Linked DNA regions of Canis lupus: region 2 is linked to region 1. Evidence: chromatin contacts called from public Hi-C data. All regions are on one chromosome and are shown on one strand. Each heading gives the region's core, a stretch centred on a gene start, on an enhancer-like site or on the middle of the called end of the contact. The rest is flanking DNA. Distances are from core to core; before and after follow the strand shown.

Region 1 (3,424 bases), core at 404-2,903:
AGGCAGACAGTAACCCTCGAAGATGGGTACACCCTGGGTAACCCCAGCACCTGAATTCAGCACATAACCAGTTGTGAAGCCAGTGGCAAAGAGAGCCAGCACCCCCTGGATGGACATATAGAAGGCAGGAACCTGTAGATGCTCAAAAAACACTTCAGTGATCTGTTGCCGTTTCGCCAGTGGGTTCAGTGCTGGCTCAGTAATCAAGACTGGGCCATCGCAGGCCTTTAGCTTCAGGTTATGATCATAGATATGCTTCCACATGATCTCCATGTCCCCCCAGGAAGTAATCAGACCGCGCTCCACTGGGTAGCTGTAGGAAAAGCAATAAGATAAATGGCAGCTTTTTATTTTATTATTTTTTTTAATTTTTATTTATTTATGATAGTCACAGAGAGAGAGAGAGAGGCAGAGACACAGGCAGAGGGAGAAGCAGGCTCCATGCACCGGGAGCCCGACATGGGATTCGATCCCGGGTCTCCAGGATCGCGCCCTGGGCCAAAGGCAGGCGCTAAACTGCTGCGCCACCCAGGGATCCCTATTATTTAATTAAATTAAATTAAATTTATTTATTTATTTATTTATTTATTTATTTATTTATTTATTTATTTATTTATTTATTTATTTATTTATTTATTTTACAGTGGTAGCTTTCAATTTCTCCGGCATCTATCCCCTTCAAGCTTGGGTTAATCCCCATATTTATTACCAGTATCCCTTTATGGGTAGTGACCACTGATCAGAAAAGGTAACTGCCAGCAAATGTTAACATAGCTACTCTCCTCTGCAATTTTTGTTGCTTTCCATTTGTCCCTCCTTTAGAAGACAATCCTTTAAATTAAAAAAAAAAAAAAAAAATTGGGCGATTCCTGGGTGGCTCAGTGGCTTAGCGCTACCTTTGGCCTAGAGTGTGATCATGGAGTCCCAGGGGTTGAGTCCCACATAGGGCTCCCTGCATGGAGCCTGCTTCTCCCTCTGCCTGTCTCTGCCTCTCTCTCTCTCTCTCTCTCCCCCTGTGTGTGTGTGTGTTTCTCATGAATAAATAAATAAAATCTTTTTAAAAAAATTGGGAGATCTTTACATAAGAGTACAGCTTTACTATCAATTGGAGAAAATAACCTACATGAGAGGGTACTATGAATTAACTGACATTCTTAATGGACTTGTATCTTATGAACGGTAACTTTATACATTTGAGGACATGTCTCTAGGTGCAGAGAGCAAGTAATGCTCACTCTTTAGGTGTTTCGCACCCTTGGAGATTCGTGGGCTGCACCAGCCGGCTGAGGCTTTCCTGTCCCCCCACTGCCTTAGGCTCGCACCCTTGGGCGCCTTCACCTGGGCTCCCCCGCTCCCCCCCCCCGCCCCCCGGGGGTCCTGCCTGCCGGGAGAAGGCCATACCTAATGGACAGCGCGTTTCTCCTTTCCTGCGCCTGGTCACCCACACACACCTCCACCGCGCCCTTGGCCCCGCCGCCCTGGCCCTTGGGTCGGCCGATAATGTTGGGGTAGACGAACTGGGGCTCCCGCGACCCCGCCAGGCCGGCCTTGATCACGCCGGAGCCGTTGTCGATCACCACCGGGAGCTGGTAGTGGCTCATGCCGCCGCCGCCGCCTCCCGACGGCCGCCCTGGCTGCGCCTGCCCCGGAGAGTGCGGGCCGGGCAGCCTGGGCCGGGTGAGCAGGCCGCGGGGCCTAGAACGCCGCGTCAACAGGCCGCGGGGCCTAGAACGCCGCGTCACAGAGGCCCAGGCCTGACCCCACGAGGCCCGCGCGGCAGGTGCAGGTGCGGCCCCCTGCTTCTCCCGAGCGCTGCCCGCCTGATCGCTGGGCCACGTGCCACCCCCTGGAATCCGGGGATACCAGTATCAGGAAAACCCAACTTTCTTCTCTGAAGACACACATCTAACCCTTTACAAGGAGCTTTGCCTCATGCCTCGATGGGGCGTGCCAAGCAGTTTTCTTTTCCAAATCCTTCGCATCCTGGCTAATAGGTACCTGTCCAGGGGCCTGCCCAGAGGCTCTGGAGTGTGCCCTTGAAGCTAGGAAAAGCTGGGCAGATTTGAAGGAGGAAAGCTGTAGCAGCAGCTTGCTGCATGCTTCTGAAATCCTCTTCAACCTCCTAAAAGGACAAGGAAAGAAGGCTAGGATTTATTTATTTTTTGATTTTCTTTTTGTTTTTGTTTTGAAGGCTAGGATTTAAAGTGGATTTTACACATAGACCCACTAGGGGAAGGGAAGGAAAAATAAGGTAAAGACAGAGAGAGGGAAACCTGGAGAAATCTTAAATCATAGGAAACAACCTGAAGGTAGCTGGAGGGGAGGAGGGTGGGGGTGGGGGTGGGGGTGGGGGTGAGGCAACTGGGTGATGGACTTTAAGGAGACCACCTGATGTAATGAGTTGCCTGGGTGTTACATGCAACTGATGAATCACTAAATTCTATCTATCTCTGAAACTAACACGACACTGTATGTGAACTAACTTGAATTTAAATAAAATCTTGAAAGGAAAAAAAAAGGTGTGTTTTATATATCTTTATTATCCTTTCTATAAACTGGACTAACACTTTGTTGTGTTCCTTCCCTGCGGCTTCCATGCAAAATGTACTCAAATCCAAAATGGTAGACTCTTGCTTTGTCGGATTGGCTGATTAATTGATTTTTTTTTTTTTTTTTTTTTTTAACAATCTTACCAGGTTATCTCCTGGTGTGATACGGAAAAGTCCTTCTCATTTCCTAAAAAATAAGACTTGATTTTTAGGCATAAGGAGGTGTCTGCTTCTTTGCAAGAAAAGTAATATCCCCTAGGTCATACGAAGTTCAGGTTTAGAATAATTTAAGTACATGGAGTGCCAAAACGTGCACCGTGGTGTCTGATTTATTTTTATTTTTATTTTTATTTTTATTTTTATTTTTATTTTTATTTTTATTTTTTTACCCCTTTAATTCTACACACTGTGTAGAGGATTTTAAAACAAGTAGGTAGGTTCAAACCTCTGGTTGGTTGATCTCTGGAAGCAGGGGAGGAAATTCAAGTTATTTACACGTCTCCCCACCAGAGGCTGAAAAGGATCACTTGACTAAGGGCCAGCGGAGGCAGCTGGTGCAGCAGGCCGCTGCGGGAGGGGGGGCCAACGATGCCCCCCATGTGCCCCAGCTGCTCAGCAGGGCGCCTCCGGGAAAGGACACTAAGTAAAGCATCTGTTCCCTGCACAAGAAGGTGTACCCCAAGGAAGTGCAGGGAGCCAATGCCTGGTTTCTACAGCGGCTCCTAGGAGTCTTTGGGGGAAAAAAAAAAAAAAAAAAGAATGCACGCAAATTCCAACTTTCAAATAGTTTCAGCGCTCCACAGTTAGAAGTCAGGTCATTTTCCCTTTCTTGTTTGTTTTGTTTTTCGGTTACAAACTAATGTTTCTTTAACTGC
Region 2 (3,424 bases), core at 630-3,129, 190 kb after region 1:
TCAAGAGTGAAGATCACCTCAGCTTCTCTCTTGTGTGAAGCAAGAGAAATCCAACTTTCAGACAGAGCACCAGGGAGAAGAACCAACTTTCAGACAGAGCACCAGGGAGAAGAAATGACAGAACCCAGGGGCAAAGAAAACTTTTGCTTTGGCAAAAGACAGAGAAAGAGGCAATGCTCCTCCTTGGGGAAAGAAAGAAGAGCCAAAAAAAAAAAAAAAAAAAAAAGAAAGAAAGAAAAAGAAAGAAAGAAAGAAAGAAAGAAAGAAAGAAAGAAAGAAAGAAAGAAAGAAAGAAAGAAAGAAAAGAAAGAGGAGCCAAACGACAGGAGTGAGATGTAAATTCAAAGGGAAAGCAGAACAAGAAGTGGATAGGAGAAACTCTCTGCCCCCGCCATCCAGTATATAAATGGAGTGCTGGGAAGAAGGTTTGAGATGTTTTTATGCAAATATTAACTAGGAGAAATTTGAAATTTGGCTTACACGTGTGAACATTAGCCCTCATGAGCTAAGCATCCATACAACTATGCAACTGTTTCCCCTGTGGAAGCATTACAGCTATTAAAAAGCAAAAGAAGAATTTGAGTATCACTGTCTTACACCCCTGAAAGATAGAGAATCTAGATGATGATCATGAATGGCTGCTAACATCACAAAAAAAGAAACAACCAGATATTACATGCCTCCTTATGGAAGTCCATGAAATCCATTTGTATTTGAAATAACAAAATAATGGGGCGCCTGTGTGGGTCACAACTGGGGGGGCCCTGGGGTGGGGGAGCGGAGGATCGCCTTGGAGTTGGGCCTGGAGTTGGGCTCGAATGAGAGGGAGGCTCTCGCCAACACTCCAGGTGAACTCGCCAACAGTCCAGGTGAGCCCTGCTAAAGAGCTGACTGGGAGCCGGCAAGTAGGAATGATGAAGCAGGAAAGAATTCCAAACATCTGTGCTGCAGGATCAGTTGGGCTGGTGATTGATCAGCGAAGCACGGTTGGGATACCTCCAAGGTTTCTAATAGGAGTAACCGGGGGAACAATGACAAGGTTACCAGAGGTCTAAGATACAGCCATAGGGGTAGGTTTGGAGGGCGAAATGGTGATTTTGTTTTTTTTCCCCCGTTGGACATTCCGTGGAAATGTCCAGAAGACAGCTAGAAATAATCATCCATGCCGTATCTTTTGAGGTTCAGCTGCAAGCCTGAGACTCTCTAAAAGAATAAGGGGGGGGGGCACTCGACGGGATGGGCACTGGGTGATGCGCTATATGTTGACAACTTGGACTCCAATAAATAAATAAATAAATAAATAATAAATAAGAATCTAGATCTCGAATTTAAAAAATAATAAAAGTAAAAGTAATATAAATAAAAGAGTTACATATCATAAAACAAAAAATAAAATAAAATAATCATAGTTGGAGTTGGAAGAATCATTCACCAGACTTCAAGGCGCCTGCGGGCTCAGACTCCCCCGCTCCTCTTACTAGTTGCTTGTCCTTCCCTAAATTCTGCCTCTCGGATTTTGAGAAACAAGATAGAAGACGGGATGGAGAATCCAACGTTTTGTTTTCGAGGCGCTGCAGCACCCGGGGCTCCGCAGGGGCGGGAGGATGGGTTGAGGCCCGGGCCCCGCCAGGCCCCCGCGGTGCAGACCGGGAGTGCGCCGAGTGGGGGCGGGGCGGGAGCCCGCATGTCCGGCGACCGCCCGCCCAGGTGCTGCAGGTGCAGGCGCAGGTGCTCCTCCGTCCGCGCCCTCCCGCTCTCCGGACCGCGTCTCAGTCTCCTCCCGGTCCCAGGGAGAGTTCCAGTTCCCGCAGCACGGGGGGACGAGTGGGGAGGAGAAGCAAGGAGCCGACCAGGCCGGCGCGGCCGCCGCCTCTCGCGGGCTCCCCTCCCCGCCCGCCCGCCCGCCGCCCGATTACATAACGGGCCCACGCGCGCTCTCGCGAGGCTTCCACCGCCCCCTCCTCGCTCCACGTCAGAGGGAACCGGGCGGAGCGGCCAACATGGCGGAGCGCAGGAGACACAAGAAGCGGATCCAGGTAGGAAAGGCGAGCCCCCCGCTCCCACCCGGGGCAAGGGGGCTTCGGGGCGCTCGGCAGGAGACGCGGCGAGGGGAGCGCCCCGGGAGGGCGAGGCCGGTGGGGCGGCCCCGCGCGAGGCGCCGTTGTGAGGGGGCCTGAGGGGGGGCGGTGTCGGCGACGGGGACGGGGACGGGGACGGCGACGGCGACGGCTGGGAGCGAGGCGGGCGAGGGGCGGCCGCGGCGGGAGGCGAGAGGCGCCGCGCTCGGGGCGGGCCGCCCGGGGTCCCCGAGGCCGCCCCGCCGGGCCTGCGCCGCGCCCCCGGCCTCCCGCGCCCCCCGCGGCCTCGGCCTCGCGCGCTCGTTACCCCGAAGTCGCGGCCGCGGGACGCAGGGTGGGAGGAGGTGGGGCCCACGGACCCGCGGCGGCCGGCGCTTTGTGCGCGGGCGGGACGCGTCTGCTGCTGCCCGGCGGGGCCCGCGCGGCGCTCGGCCTCCAGACGTGCAGCGGCGCCCGCGACGCGGCGGAGACACACGGCGGCGGGGTCGCGCCCTGCAGCCCGCCCCGCCGCCCCGCCGCCCGCGCTCGTCACCTGTGCGTTGCTCCCCGGCGGCTCCTCCGTCGTCCTGCCTTTGGGCCAAGCGGGCGAAGCCGCGCCGAACGCCGTAGACCTGGCGTGGTGTTTCCCAGCCGCCGCCTCAGCCTAACCTGCCGGAAACCTCCCGCGTCGTCGCAGATCCACACGGCGTACTCGGTTGATGCTGCCCATCCCGTCTGTCTCCTCGGGTCCCGATGCTTAGAATGACTAGTTTTTTTCTCTGTAATGTCCTATTCCTCCGTTTAAAATTATATGTATAGATAGATCTAGATCTGGATCTATTTTGTGGTCACTTACTTGGGCCTTATCACAGGTGATTTGAGCCATGCACGTTAACATCCTCCAGAAAACTATGAAGTGCTAGCGGGGAAAGGATGCCAGTGACCAGCAAACCTGGGATTTTTGGAATCGGGCAGAAATAGGGAAGTAGTTCCCAACAGAGTACAGAAGAGATACAGAAAGAGACAAATTGCCCCAAGTTCCAGCAGGTCATCGGACTAGGGTTTAAGGTTATTGTGGAACATCTTTCTTTCTTTTCTTTCTTTCCTTCCTTCTTTCCTTCTTTCTTTCCTTCTTAATTTCCTTCTTTCTTTCTTTCCTTTTCTTTTTTCATTTCTTTCTCAAACTATTCCTAAGTTTCAGAATTCGGTGTTTGTTATTGGTTGGGTATGGTCAGAGTTTGTATTGAAGTCGTTGGTCAAATTTGTACTTAAAGTAACACAGATAGTACATGTTATGCCTTTGAATACACATTATTTGTACAATTTCAGCTTTTCTTTGCCATTGGTTATAAAGGTGATCCTTATTC

Evidence for each region. A called contact is a pair of places that touch in the nucleus more often than the background predicts.
Region 2: a Hi-C map of blood shows a contact between it and region 1, with 2.7 times the contacts expected there. The contact joins the promoter of SEC62 here to the promoter of ACTRT3 in region 1. A contact is called at or near these places in 2 of 9 Hi-C or Micro-C datasets (both in blood).

What each region holds. Positions count from the first base shown.
Region 1 is chr34:34,629,894-34,633,317 of UU_Cfam_GSD_1.0, forward strand. It overlaps ACTRT3 (actin-related protein T3), which reads right to left and starts at 1,654. Exons shown (of 2, transcript XM_038583281.1): 1 at 1,402-1,654; 2 at 1-313. The coding sequence starts at 1,601.
Region 2 is chr34:34,814,670-34,818,093 of UU_Cfam_GSD_1.0, forward strand. SEC62 (translocation protein SEC62) reads left to right here and starts at 1,880. Exons shown (of 8, transcript XM_038583856.1): 1 at 1,880-2,036. The coding sequence starts at 2,001. LOC119867527 (a long non-coding RNA gene) reads right to left here and starts at 1,898. Exons shown (of 2, transcript XR_005383991.1): 1 at 1,433-1,898; 2 at 1-1,007.